Linked DNA regions of Drosophila melanogaster: region 2 is linked to region 1. Evidence: chromatin contacts called from public Hi-C data. All regions are on one chromosome and are shown on one strand. The core of a region is the stretch at or near the end of the contact, and the rest is flanking DNA. Distances in the headings are between cores, read along the strand shown.

What was found. A called contact is a pair of places that touch in the nucleus more often than the background predicts.
Region 2: a Hi-C map of the Kc167 cell line shows a contact between it and region 1, with 2.8 times the contacts expected there. The contact joins the promoter of Mtpalpha here to the promoter of PDZ-GEF in region 1.

Annotation. Positions count from the first base shown.
Region 1 is chr2L:6,320,959-6,328,205 of dm6, forward strand. It overlaps PDZ-GEF (PDZ domain-containing guanine nucleotide exchange factor), which reads left to right and starts at 2,809. Exons shown (of 8, transcript NM_001273197.1): 1 at 2,809-3,035; 2 at 4,215-4,339; 3 at 4,399-4,644; 4 at 4,755-7,247. The coding sequence starts at 4,310. Ddr (Discoidin domain receptor) reads left to right here. Exons shown (of 17, transcript NM_001298737.1): 16 at 801-950; 17 at 1,013-2,508. The coding sequence ends at 1,177.
Region 2 is chr2L:9,572,513-9,579,759 of dm6, forward strand. Mtpalpha (Mitochondrial trifunctional protein alpha subunit) reads right to left here and starts at 4,257. Exons shown (of 5, transcript NM_164860.2): 1 at 4,006-4,257; 2 at 2,990-3,868; 3 at 2,783-2,923; 4 at 1,957-2,726; 5 at 1,051-1,894. The coding sequence starts at 3,676. The coding sequence ends at 1,258. It overlaps brwl (brickwall), which reads left to right. Exons shown (of 4, transcript NM_164859.2): 4 at 1-1,060. The coding sequence ends at 453. It overlaps CG31709, which reads right to left and starts at 7,126. Exons shown (of 3, transcript NM_001298853.1): 1 at 6,999-7,126; 2 at 6,581-6,935; 3 at 5,608-6,519. The coding sequence starts at 7,052. The coding sequence ends at 6,302. gcm (glial cells missing) reads right to left here. Exons shown (of 2, transcript NM_001273363.1): 2 at 6,986-7,247.

The sequences.
Region 1 (7,247 bases), core at 1,559-4,058:
ACAACGCCCACATCAAATCAATAAAATAATGTAAAATGTAGCCCCAATTAGGCGGCTGGTTAATTAACAAACATGCAGAGTCCATTAACCCATTGGGTGCTCAACTCGTCTTATGTCGTGAGTGTTTTTTTTTTTTGACCGAAAAAACGTTTCATACGCAATTTTATAACAAAAGCAGTGAGTAGAAAAAAACATTTGGCAAAGCGTAAAAGTAACCAAAAACCGAGTGAAATATTTTATAAATCCCCAAGCAAAAACCGCACCAACTAAATTAATTAACTACACGAAAACCGGGAGCAGATTTTTGGCCAGACTACGAAAAGCAAACGGAACGAAATGTACATGAATATAGTATGTATGTACGTACAAACATTCCCACACAATATGACAGATAAAAATAAAAACAAAGAGCCTCTGGGAGGCAGAAAGACTAGATACAAGTACGAGTACGAGTCGGCGTGGTTTGGGGAGAAAAGGATGCTTTTAGAGGTTTCCAGAGGCGTTCAACAGGGCCCAAATAAACGAACGAGTGAGTGTATAGCACTGCAGGAAAAATCGGAATTGATAAGGGGGCGGATTGTGGAACGCTGTTGCGTATAATGAAAGGCTGCAAAAGGTTTTAGATACATGAACAGGAGCTAAAAGGAGCTAAGATAAAATGAATGTGGGACAACCAAATACTTACCGCTTCAAAAATATACTTACTTTTTGCAATTTCCCTTGGTTTTATATATGTGTATCTCCTAATAATTAAATGATCTATCTGTTATCTAACATGGTTTGATAATACCTCTTTGCAGGGCAAGTTCACAACGAAATCGGATGTGTGGTCCTTTGCGGTTGCCCTGTGGGAAATATTGACTTTCGCCAGGGAGCAGCCCTACGAGCATTTGTCGGACAAAAGTGTAATTGAAAACATCGGCCTCATATATCGGGACTACAAAATGCATGTGAGTGGCTATAGAAACAATTATTGATGTGGTCAAAGAATTATGTTGCCTCGTATTTCTAGGAACTTTTGCCAATGCCTCCGAATTGTCCGCGAGAGATTTACGATCTGATGTGCGAGTGCTGGCAGCGCGACGAGTCGAGTCGACCCAGTTTCCGCGAGATACATTTGTATCTGCAGCGCAAGAATTTAGGTTTTAAGCCACAGACCCATACACACATGTATTGAAACATTCTAGGCGTAGAAATACGAATTGAACATGATTTTAGCAGGTTATAATTCAATTATCAATTTCGACAGCTATCCGGGAAGAACGTAATTTTAAAGAGAAATGCATGTAGAGAACTTAATGAATAACAATCGCAAATCAAACCCCGAATTTAATACGTTACACATTCTTCGACTGGGTATGCCCAATCGGAAATTATCCAAATATGTATGTATATCAGAGGTAACGACTGTTTGTACGGTAAAACACAGGAATCGCTAACAAATATTATACTTCTAAGGACACAATCAAGTGAATAGCTTATAAAATCCCTCGAATAATACACATTGAAAGAGTTTAAGTGTAAATAATATTGGTAGAAAACTCCGTATGGTAATATTTGTGCATTCTATCCAATGGATAATTAAATGGAATCGAAAATGAAAACATTGACATATGTGTGTACCTATCGCTCCTCCACCTGAACGCTATCTATCAAATCAATTATGCTTTACATATTTACTAGAGTAAAGTGAAATGAGTCTATATTTATAAAAACTAAATAATGTCCACCTGCCGTTGCTGCCCCTTTTCCTGGAAATTACAACTGCATTTTGACGATGTATCGCGATGGAAAAAAAATATTTAAAGCCTGCATATAATTTTGACAATAACTGTTTAAACAAAGAAGTGTGAAAACAATTGTGCAAATTGCTTTGTATTTCTGCAAATCTAAACTCGTTCGAGTTAAAAACCTAGGCTAATCGCAGACATTCGTTCTTAAATCTCTAGTCTACACAAAAGTCAATTAGACGCATATCAAAAATGTATTTTGTTTAACCAAATTTTTACTGTGCCTTTTCCCTCCTATTTTCTTGTGCTGTACAAAGTCTTAATAACCGTATATCTATTTTATTTAATTTGTATTCTATCAAATGCTTAAAAAGGTTTCGCTGAATAAAGATATGCAGTTATATCAACTCGATCTAAGAAAATAAGTTTTAATCATAAGCATAGTTGTAAGTTCGTTTTAAATTTGCATGATAGACGACATTTACATTATTTCAGTTAAGAGTTCAATGGTTTTCATGTATTCCAAATATTTAAAATGATTCTTTACTAAATATAAATATAATTATTTTAATTTAGCATAACCATAAACTAAACGATACGTTTCCCTTTCTAAAGATCAGTGTAACTCAAAATATAAATAAGCAAAAAGTAGAGACAAGAAAGAAAATCGTTGAGCACAATCATGTTTAATAAAAAGAACTCTAAAGATGAAACTCAGAATTGTACGCTTTTTGAAATGGAAGAAATTGCATTAGATTATAAATAAAGAAAAATCCTTAAAAACACAGCATTTCGATTTTCTGGGGCAAACTTGACTTTGTTTTAAAAAGTTTGCAATTTATAAATTGATAACGGTAATGTATGAAAATAATAAAAATCACCAAGGCGCCATCTATAAATAAATGTTTTAAAAAACATAAAGCAGAAATAACCGATTCCCAGATCAGCGGGTATTTTTTGAAACAGAAGTGGCGCCACTAGCGTATTAAAAAGGAACTTAGTGAACAATCTATACCAACCAATCGGTATTTAAATACCGCAATTCAGCGATAGTCATAGATAGTATAGAAAACCTGGTATCACTGAGCGGTGTGGTCACACTGTAAGACGCGTCGGACTTTTAGTTTTCAGCTACTTAATTTTTCTAAATTAAACGGTCGCCCTCGAATCGAAAAACTAATTCACCAAATGAAAGCAACTCGAAATACCATCTTACACACTCGGCCACGCAGCTGAGAGCGAAAAGCGCTCACAAAACTGCAGTGCAACAGCCACTTTTCCTCGTCGAGATGTGTGTTTGTGTGTGTGAGTGAAAGAAATTCCAACAATGCGCACCACAATACCAATACACACACAGGCTGCTTGAATCTCTTTATGCAGCAGTGTACGCAAAAAGGGCAGCTGGGAAACTACTTGCGTCTAAAAAAAAAGTGCGTATAATTAGCAAGTGCAGGGGCATAAACACAGTCCCAACCAACTCCCCACCCCCCGCCACTGGAGGACCCTTGCTGGCTGCAAAAACCATTCAACTGCACCAAACACGCCCATATCTGCTGGCTGTGCGAGTGTGTTAGTGCGTCTGCTGTCTGTGTGGGTGGTGCAAAGTGTGTTTTATTTACTACGCTTTGATTTTGCAATGCTCCTATTATTATTGTTGTGTATGGCTTATCCGCGCTTCGGATGTCGTCGCCTACAATTTTCGTTTCATTTTTTGTTATTATTTTTCTGTGTCGCTCGCCCCCTCGCACACACACATGCAAACGCTCAGCAATCGCTCTCACGTACAGTAGCAGCTTTGGCTCCCACACACATGCACACTCCGCCGACGCGTAGGCAGCGCATACTCAATCTCCCATGAGAATTTTCGCCCGCTCTCCGATTGTTTTTGTTTGCCTTAATTTATTGGCAGCATTGTGTTTGTTGTGGCGGAAAATGAAAGTGTGTTAGTGCGGGCAGCAAAAAAAACCCAGCAAAAAAAAAAAAACAAAAATTAAAAAACAAAAGCAGCAACCTGCGCGGCCAGCAAACAAAAAGCCGAATAAGAATTGACTAACAAACTCTCACAGCAATTTCGTTTCGAAAACCTTTGTTTTCGAGCGCCGTGTGCATCGCAATCAAAGCTCCGCAGATGCCACTACATCCGCGATTTGGGCCACCCTTTCTTCAAATTGGCCCAAACGCTATACAATGGCTAATCTCTCGGCCAATTGTTTTCGGTTACAAAAGCAAACAATGAACAAATGGCAATTTTAAAAGTTGCCACTATTGTTGCTTTTATCTATATCCGTGATCATGAGGATATAACAAGTTACAGAAAGTTGATTGTGGTTTTAGAAGTCCGATTTCAGTTCTTTAGACGTACGGAATTTTGATATAAAATAAGAGGTTTATAAAGAACAGAAGCGTATTGAATCCTTTACTTATAAGATGACTTACACACTAATTCTTTTGTTTCTAACCATGGTCCTTTCTCAACCTTTTCAGTTAAGTATAAAGTCTAATCTCATCACATATCACATCAAACGGGGCAAAGGTTGGCATGTCGTTGTAGACAGCATCCACAGCAAAAGCTACCCCTCATGGATCCGTATCACCATATCAGACATCATGTGAGTGCGCGCAGATTAGCTTATTGTACTTGAATTAAATTGACCTCTCTCCCCAACAGTATCCACCCACAAGCATAGCAGGCACAGGAGTGGTGGTGGGCAGCTCGACTACAATCAACCGGCCGGAACTGCACCAAAAATGCAACCGGGGCTCGCACTCCAGTGACACCAGTTCGGCGTACAGCGGCAGCGATACAATGGCCTCGAACTATGCCTCGTCGCTGGAGGCCGAGGAGATTGACCTCTCCGGCCTGGTGGAGTCCGTTGTGGACTCTGACGAGGAGGACCTGGCGGAGAGCATGGATGTAAGTGGATAAAACATCCAATGTATACATTACAACGATGTGTTAGAATGTCATTAGAAAAGGAAGAACATCTGATTATTTATTTGGCTTTTTTTTTCTGATTTATTTAGAGTCTTACCGTGCGGGATGCCGTGCGTGACTGTCTGGAAAAGGATCCGGCGGAGCGCAGCGAGGAAGATGTGGAAGTACTGCTTGAGTTCACGCAGGGCCTTAAGGCATTCACAAACATTACGCTGGCAGTGCGAAGAGCACTATGTTCCGTGATGGTATTCGCCGTTGTGGACAAGGCGGGAACCGTGGTCATGTCAGATGGTGAGGAACTGGACTCATGGTCGGTGCTCATAAACGGAGCGGTGGAGATCGAGCATGCAAATGGCAGTCGCGAAGAGCTGCAGATGGGAGACTCCTTCGGCATTCTACCCACCATGGACAAGCTGTACCACCGGGGTGTGATGCGTACGAAGTGCGATGACTGCCAATTTGTGTGCATTACGCAGACGGACTACTACCGTATTCAGCATCAAGGCGAGGAGAATACCCGGCGACATGAGGACGAGAATGGTTTCGTTGTTATGGTCACTGAACTCCGGTCCATTGGCGGCGCCGGCACTGATTCTGCTGGCAGTGGCGGATCGGCGACAGGAGCTTCGGCTTCGCTAAATATGAAGCGTGGTCACGTAGTTATCCGCGGTACTCCAGAGCGTCTGCTACAGCAGCTGGTCGAGGAAAACTCGATGACCGATCCCACATACGTGGAGGACTTTTTGCTCACACACCGCATCTTTATTCAGAACCCACAAGAGGTGACCAGCAAGTTGCTGCATTGGTTTGATTTGGAGCAGGTGGATGCGCACAAGACGCAGGAACTGCGAGATCGCGTAACACGCGTCGTGCTCCTCTGGGTGAACAACCATTTCACCGATTTCGAGGCGGACTATGAGATGATGGAGTTTCTGGAAGTCTTTGAGGCACTGTTAGAGCGAAAAAAGTTGCTAAGTCAGCTGCGCCTGTTGCACATAGCCTGTGCCGCCAAAGCACGGATGCGCAGCTGTACCCTCACTCGATCGTCACGTGACGAGCCGCTCAACTTCCGCATCGTGGGCGGCTACGAGCTTCGAGGCGTCGCCATAGCCACTGGAAACGCAGCAGTGGGCATCTACATTTCGCACGTCGAGCCGGGATCAAAAGCCCAGGATGTGGGCCTTAAGCGAGGCGATCAGATTCACGAAGTAAATGGACAGTCGCTGGACCATGTGACTAGCAAGCGAGCCCTCGAGATACTCACAGGCACCACCCATTTGAGCATCAGCGTTAAGAGCAACTTGCTTGGCTTCAAGGAGATTATGCAGGCTCTTGAGCATGGCGGTGGAACCGCTGGATCCGGAAGCATTTCCGCAGGCAGCGGCAGTTTCAAGTCCGTGCGAAGTCCACGCCGTATTTGCGCCAATGATATTGCTAAGTTGCACGGTCGCTCTGATAGCACCACCGACGAATTGTCCAGCGTCAGCGCCTCGAATCGGGCGCACATGGTGCGCCTTAGTTCCGTCGATATGCTACTTGACCAGCCGGACTGCGCTCCACCGCAAACGCCGCCAGTGAGTGGGAGCGGTAACATGGCCTCCAATTTTATGCAGCAACTCTTGCAAAGCGTTAACAATAGTTCGGCCAAGAAGTCCGGTGGGAATTCAAACTCGGATCAGCAAGATACGAAGGGCGGTTTTATGACTCTGGCGCCAAAGCGTCGGTTGCAGAAAGCGCTGGCAAAGATGAATTTGCTCAATAAGCAAAATCACGGCAGCAGCCTAAACGACTCCTCGGATACGCTGCTCAACGATCCCAAGTCAAAACTTTCTGCAGTTAGCTCGTGCAGCAGTTCCACTCAGTCGTCTATCAATGGATGCACGGTCAGTGGGGGTGGCCGGCTCTACCAGTCGCAATCGAATCCGGATTTAACCAGTCTCAACTATGACGGAGGCAGCGATGCGGGTGGAAACGGTGGTGGAAGATTGCAAGTGAACTACCTGAACGCCCACATTCACCGGCCATCAGCGGCCAGTACTTTGACAACAAACTCGACGCAATCGCACCTCTTGCCCGATTACCCGGACCACGTGCTCAAGGTGTACAAGGCAGACCAGACGTGCAAGTATGTACTCATCTACAAGGAGACGACAGCCCACGAGGTCGTAATGCTGACGCTGCAGGAGTTTGGAATACACGACCCCAGCTCGAATTTCTCGCTATGCGAAGTGAGTGTTGGCGACGGGGGTATGGTAAAGCAGCGCCGGTTGCCCGATCAGCTGCAGAACCTGGCCGAGCGAATAAGCTTTGCGGCGCGTTACTACCTCAAGTTAAACGATAGCACCGAACCGCTGGTTCCAGACGAACTGGCCCTGGAACTGGTACGCGAGTCGAACGTGCACTTCCTGCACCTGAATGCATACGAGCTGGCCATTCAGCTCACTCTACAGGACTTTGCGAACTTTCGCCAGATTGAGTCCACCGAGTACGTGGACGAATTGTTCGAGTTGCGCTCACGCTACGGAGTGCCAATGCTGAGCAAGTTTGCCGAACTGGTCAATCGTGAAATGTTTTGGGTTGTG
Region 2 (7,247 bases), core at 3,007-5,506, 3.3 Mb after region 1:
CAACTCATCTACAGCGATGGTGGACATGGCACACCACCGCCTCTGCACTACCATCCGCACTCGCATCCACATCCTTTGACATTGTCCATGGATCATCACCCAGCATCCTACGAACCGGGGAGCACGAAAAGAATCAAGACGGAATGCGAGGCCACCAGCACGATGACGAATGCAGGAAGTATTTACGGCGGACTGAGTTCGTCGGAAGTGGCGGACATGGAGTTCTTCCGCAGCATTCTCCCAGATCTGGCGACTCTCACTCCACAGCAACGTCGCAAGTTCAAGATTGGCATTCTGGAGCTAATTGACGACGTTGTAACCCGATATCCCGCCCAGGATCACAGCAACGGAGGAGGCGTATCTGGCGTAGTCAACGGAAGTGGCGGTAGCAGCAATGGGGGATCTGTTAAGCATCAAAGGCGCAGCTCTGGACGCGATTGGAGGAAACAATAAAGGAATAGAAAGTGTATCGGAAAGTCACTAATCCTTAACTAGGGATAGGATAAGTTTAGTTAGAAGCTTAAGGGGGATCTGAAGCTGGAATGGGTACTAATTCGAATCTGAGCTACTTCAGTCCGCTCACTGTTAATGTGTTGTGTCTACTCAATAAGATGGGTATGTTTTCAAAGGCCTTCAATTCTTTCAAGTCCGCGAATTGTTTCGATTTTGACCAACCATTATGAATGGTCCATTTACAAAGAGCTGCAAGAACTTGCATGACCAAATATATACATATATATATGAACAACTAATATATACATTTAAAGCTATTCCGAAATCGAACACATTCAACGAACAAGAAGTAATGAGGTCTCCTTATAAGCCATTTAGTTCTGACGTAGCAGTTAAGGAATTGTGAAAATAGATTTCAAGATTTTAGAAAATGGCTGCTTCGAAAATATGTTAGTTTAAGGACACTGTATATACGCTGCTATTGAAACCTAAACTATAGAATCTGTGTACAAATGAATTTCCGTTTGAGTAAACAAAGAGGGATAAAGAGATAGATCGATATCAAACTGCTGTGTGTAATAATAAACAAATGAAAGTATGGAAAATTACACGGTAAACTTTAATTTAATTGTCGACAACTTCAACAGAGGGCTTTTTATTGGGCCTTGCCCCATTTTTTAGGCAGCGATGGACCACAATAGGTTTCCTTTCTGAGAGAAATGCACAAGGACACGACTTATCTTCGCACTAAAAGCTAAATTTCGTTAGCGGCTCTACGGAGGCTGGGATCGGATTGGATCGGATCTACAACTTCGAGGAGCCAGTCTTGGGGTAGAACTTCTTCGACGGGTCCTTAGCCATGTCGAGCAGGGTCTGAGCGGGCTTGAAGGGAGCTCCGTACAGCTCAGCATAGGATTGCATCTTGCTGACCAGTTTGCCGGCTCCATACTGATCGACCCAGCGGAAGGGACCACCGGAGAATGGCGGGAAGCCCAGGCCGAACACGGCTCCGACATCGCCCTCCAGCGGACTGTCCAGAATCTTCTCCTCCAGACAGAGCACGGCTTCGTTGATGAAGCGGGATACCATACGCAGCGTCAGATCCTCGGGGGCATTGGCTCCCTTTGAGACTAAAGCGTACTTTTGTTTCACGATTTCGAGAGCATCGTTGTTCACTGGACGAGTGCCCCTCTTCTGGCCATCGTACAGGAAGATACCCTTGCCGGACTTGCGTCCGAGGAAACCAGCCAGGACCAGATCATTCATTACTTCCAAGTTTCCACCGCTGAAACGTTCGCCGAATGCCTTTGCCAAGTCGACGGCAATGTGGGAACCCACGTCAATGCCAACCTCATCCGCAAGGGTCGCAGCACCCACGGGGAAGCCAAACTTCTTCGTGTATTGGTCCAGATCCTTGGGGTCCACGCCTTCCTGCAGCAGTCTGACATAAAATATGGGAGTATAATAAACAATTTCACTAGTCATCTTAAAATGCAAACCTACCTGATGGCTTCCGACAGCATGGTGGAGAGGATGCGGGTGGTATAGAAGCCAGGTCCGTCACCAACAGTGATAACGACCTTGCCTTGCTTGAGACCGACGGCCACGGCCTGTGCGATGGTGTCCTTGGAGGTTCCTGGGTGAGTGATGATTTCCAGCAGCTGCATCTTGTCCACGGGCGAGAAGTAGTGCATGCCAACAACCTTCTCGGGACGCGAGCTTCCAGCAGCAATCTTGGTGATGGGAATGGCGCTGGTGTTGGTGGCAATGACGCAGTGCTCTGGAACCACTGCTTCCAGCTCCTTGATCACTCGATGCTTAACCTTGATGTCCTCGAAAACAGCTTCGATGATGATGTCTGCGTTCTTGAAGTCGCTGTAATCAAGAGTGGGCCGCAGACTGGCAAGAGTCTGATCGCGCTCCAGTGCAGAGATTCGCTTGCGCTTCACAGCCGTCTCCAAACCCTTCTGCACTTGTCCAATACCACGAGCCAGGCCGGCTTCGGTGGCATCCTTCATCACCACCTGATATCCCTTATCGACGGAGACCTGTACAATACCGGCGCCCATCAGACCAGCTCCCAGCACACCCACAGTCTTAACCGGACGCTCTGGCTTGCCAAATCGGTTCTTCTTGCACTCCGTTTGTCCACGGAACAGGGCAATCAAACCCTTCGACTCGGGCGTGGCCGATAGCTCGCCGAAGCCCTTGCGCTCCGCCTCGTAACCGGCATCGGTTCCCTTATCCACGCCAGCACGGATCACATCGAGAATCTGTTTGAAGTTATAGGTTACTTACAAATATGAGAATTGCTTGTTCAATATCGAACCTTCAGAGGAGCGGGATAGAGACCGTTCGAGGCCTTGAGCACCTGTTTCCTGGCAGTGTCGAAAATCTTGTTCTTCACAAAGTCGGTGTCCATGACGAAGGACTGGATCTTGCTGACGAGACCGCTTTTCTCGCGATTTACCTGTGTGGATACGGTGGAAAACAAATTAATGATGAAGACTTTAAGGGATTAACTAGTATTTCTTACGCGAAGTTTACCACTAGCCAGATCGTTGGCGACCTGCACGGCGGTCTTCTCCAGGTACTCGATAGTGTTTTGCTCAGCAGGCTGGAGTCCAGGACCTAGGGGATCCACCAACAGATCCACGATGCCCAGTCGTTTGGCGCGATCGGCGCGCACCTGTTTGCCTGTCAGCTCCATATCCAGAGCCGTGGGCACGGATGTAAGCTTGGGCAGGCGGACGGTGCCACCGCCGCCGGGCAGGAGACCCAGCATGACCTCGGGCAGACCCAGTTTGGTCTTGCTGTCCTTGGTGGCAATGCGGTAATGGCAGGCAAGGGCGAGTTCCAGACCACCACCCAGACAGACTCCGCTGATGGCGGCCACAATGGGCTTCTTGCTGCGCTCCATGCGATCGAACATCACCTGGGCGCCGTGGGAGATCAGCGTGGCCTCCTCCGCCGTCTGGCATGCTTCCAGCATCCCGATGTCGGCTCCGGCCACAAAGCAGCCCGGTTTGCCCGAGATCAGCACGGCGGAATTGACGGCAGGATTCGTCTCCAGGTCCTTAATCACTCGCTCGAACTCATCGCTCACTTCGGAGCCCAGGGAATTCACCTTGGCATTGGGTGAGTCGATCTTGATCACAAGCACTCCATTGACCACCTTGGTGTGGAGATGCTTGTTGGCAACCGGTGCGGGATTCGTGGACATTAGGCGGCGCCTCTGGAGAAGCTGGGCCGAAATGGGCAGGGCTGCGTGGGGTTAAGAGATTGTTGTTTGCGATTAGTGCACATTATCTCACGGCACTCGAAATCGGAAATCAGAAAGCGAGAGACAGAAGCTATACGTCAAGGGAGAGTACAAAGTTCAAAGTCCAGTTATGCGGCATCGGGGGAGATTCAGCTAACACGGGAACGGGAGAGAGACAGAGATACCGCTAGAGTACTGCCCATTTCCAAGGGGCCAAATTCCAATGTAGAAGAATTATGGCCTGCAATTTGCACTTTCCCTTTTCATAGCAGAACTTCTAATTAACCCACCTCTGGTGCACTTATTCTGCAGCAATTGCTGTCGCGAAATTTGGCCAACGGCACTCAAAAACCTCGTTGCCGACATTGCTCTCAGTTCGATCTTATAAGATAGTCACTTTTTGCTTACGATAACTATTTGTTTTAATTTTTAACGAACTTTGATCATGCACCGTTAGTTATGTGTTCGCGATTCGCTATAAAAAACTATGCGGCAATTTCTACTTGTTGCACATCCCCAGTGTGACCGCGTTCGTACCAATAAAATATACTACCATAAGTATTTTCTAAATTTTAGCACTAGCCTAAATACCGCACACAGTACAAACTCATCCACCAGGTGTCGCTAGTGTCGTTTTTTTTTTAACTAGGTGGCGCAGGAGATCATAACTAGTGTTACTATTGTAGCAACTTTTAATTTTAAAGTATAAAAGAAAAGTACAAAAAAGAAAAATGAAGAAATGTATATATATATGGGCATTCTATTATGTTTTACGCATAAAACATAATTTCGTACTTGTTTTAGACTGCAAGTAATTTTTAGTTTAAGCGATTTCTGTAGATCACCTTTTTATTGTTATCTTTCATTTTTTTAAGAGAACACAAAATTATAAATCGTATATAATACCAGAGTTTTACAATAACTCGACCCGGTTTACAATACAATATTTCAACGACATTGTTTTTGGGAATCTGTCACGCTGACCCACCCCACAACTCGAGGTCGAACCATTAACAGGCCGCACAATTTGCGGGACACGCATGTCACTCGCATTTTTCAGGTCGCTTCCTCGGATCTCCGAGTTCGAGTCCAGGACTCATTGAAGCCACATTAAGCGCGCCTCATTTGATGCGATGCCATTGTCCTTTCAAGTGGCCACTGCTAAATAGGTTCGGATGAGATTTCGCCAGGCGCTTTATTGTGGCAACACGCCTTTGTGGCCTTTGACGCAGGCGTTTCATGTGGCGTGTACTATAAAGTAAATAGTTAATCGTTTTTCCCCGAAGCTGCAGCTGCGGTCTTGATTTCTCCGCTGATCCGTCTATGATGTGTGAAGAGTCAAAAAAGTCACACTTGAGTTCGTCGGTTTATGTCAACTGCAAAAGTCCGTCAGTCAAATGCTGGTAGATGGCTGCATAAGTGACCTGACCTTTTCCAATCAGCGGGCTTATCAAATGGATAACAATTGGCAGAAGAACCATTATCCACAAAGCTACAATAATGTATTTTACAAATTTTGCAAATTTTAAACTGATTTTAAATAAATAAATGTAATACTACATAGGATAATTATATTTTGAATATAACCATATATGGCATCTAACCATAAATTGAGACCTCTATTTGAGTTTCATTAGTTTGCGAAAATCTGCATTAACAAATTGCCACCGTATAGCATTTGCATTCGAAATTAGTCTCTGGAATTGCAAATGTGAATTTGCGAAACCTCAGATTAGATATCCTATATTCGCGCACTTATTCACGCGAATATTGAATTACACCGGCAACAATGGGATCAGCATCAGTTAATTTGCATAATACCTTTGCGATCTCCGATTCCTCCCCTCGGCACCCAAGGATAACACCAAATGAGCAGCAAAGCCAGCGACTCCACAGAGTTCTCATTTGCATGCGAGTGAGGGTTCGGGCTAAGGGCTAATCAAACAGCAAGGACAAATATTGTTGCAGGATGCGACAGGAAGCACACGGTCGGTTGTGATTTATGGCTGGAAATTAACATAAATGAAATCAAAACATTTTAAATGTTTTCATTTGGGCAAGGGTTCGGCGCAGCCGCACTCGAATTATGTATGCAAATATCCTTTGAAACAAAGTCATTCCTCATTTCTCATTTCTCCTGCAGCTTGGCGAGTGTGCGAATATCCTTGAAGGTCGCACGCGTCAGCGGCACACTTTCCATCCAACATGACAACTAATGGGCGTTTTGTTTATGGTCGATATCAAACCCCCATTAGGGTCGAGTACTCTTTGCCCGTAGTGACTACTTGCAACCCCTTCCCTCGGGCGACCGTTTTTTTTTTTTTTTTATACTTTTAATTATTTATAATCGGCTTGAAAAAAGATCAGAAACAATAACCAAATTTTTGAGTGGCCTCTGACAGGGGGTAAACCGTTTAATCGACCCCGAATTTAATTGCCGTTGAAAATGGAATTTAAAATTTTGTTTACCTCTTTTGGTAATGAAAATATTGTATATATGTGTAGTAAGGAAAACTTTCCAAACTATACATTAACTTGATACTATGTGAGTTAGTATCATATTCTTCGTTATTATCTTGATTCTAATCATGGGCATTCCCTTGATCCTTCTGATTTGCCTCCGACATCTGGAACCTCCGGATTTGAATTTGTCATATTGTTATCATCATCAGCTGCCTGAGCTGCCGGTTGAAGATTCCGATCATTGCCGTCTTCGACCTGTTGGTTCTGACCATTCCGACTGGGATTTTGAACGATATTGTTCTCATTTTGCTGATTTCCACTTGGCTCTAAGCTTAAATAATCTAATAAGAGAGTATTAATTATGCACTTCATTGTATTAGCAATAAGTACAGCTCAACTTACACCGCCCATTGGTATATCGCACCATTACTGACAATGCATTTGGTTCCCTGTTCCCTGTAGTAAGTCCATTTAAAGCTTCCAACGCTCTATCTGTGGTTATAATGTCGGCGTGTCCCCAAAGTGGATTATTTCGTTGTAGCCGTGATCCTGGGCTGATTGGATTCTGTCCATGATGCCTTACTGAGCGCATTGCATTATCACTTGGTGTACGGACTCTGAATTGCATTCTCCTTCTACGATTGCGTCGCCGCGATTTTACCCTAAGGTCTGGAGTTTCCCGATTCGTAATTCCAAGTGCCTGTCCAATCAAATGACGGCGCAAAAATAGCAAGTTAACTAGAGCTCTACGGCGACGCTTCTCAATACAAAATTTGGTTTTATTCATTGTTATTTGTTTAGGCCTTTATTTAGTACTCACAATTGCCATAGTTCGGTTATTTGCACTACATTTTCTAGGGCGACAAGCACCCATTGTTACACGATTTTGGTTGACTAACGAATTTAAACTTGTTGTTGAGGAAAATCCCTAGTTGTATATCCTGCCGCTGGTAATGTTATACTGACAATGATTACGAGCTCCCTTGCTTGACACGTGTCAATTCTCAAAAAAAGGCTGCTTCGATTAAGTTTTTCTTTCAAAAATGTTTATTACTACAAAAAAGTTCAT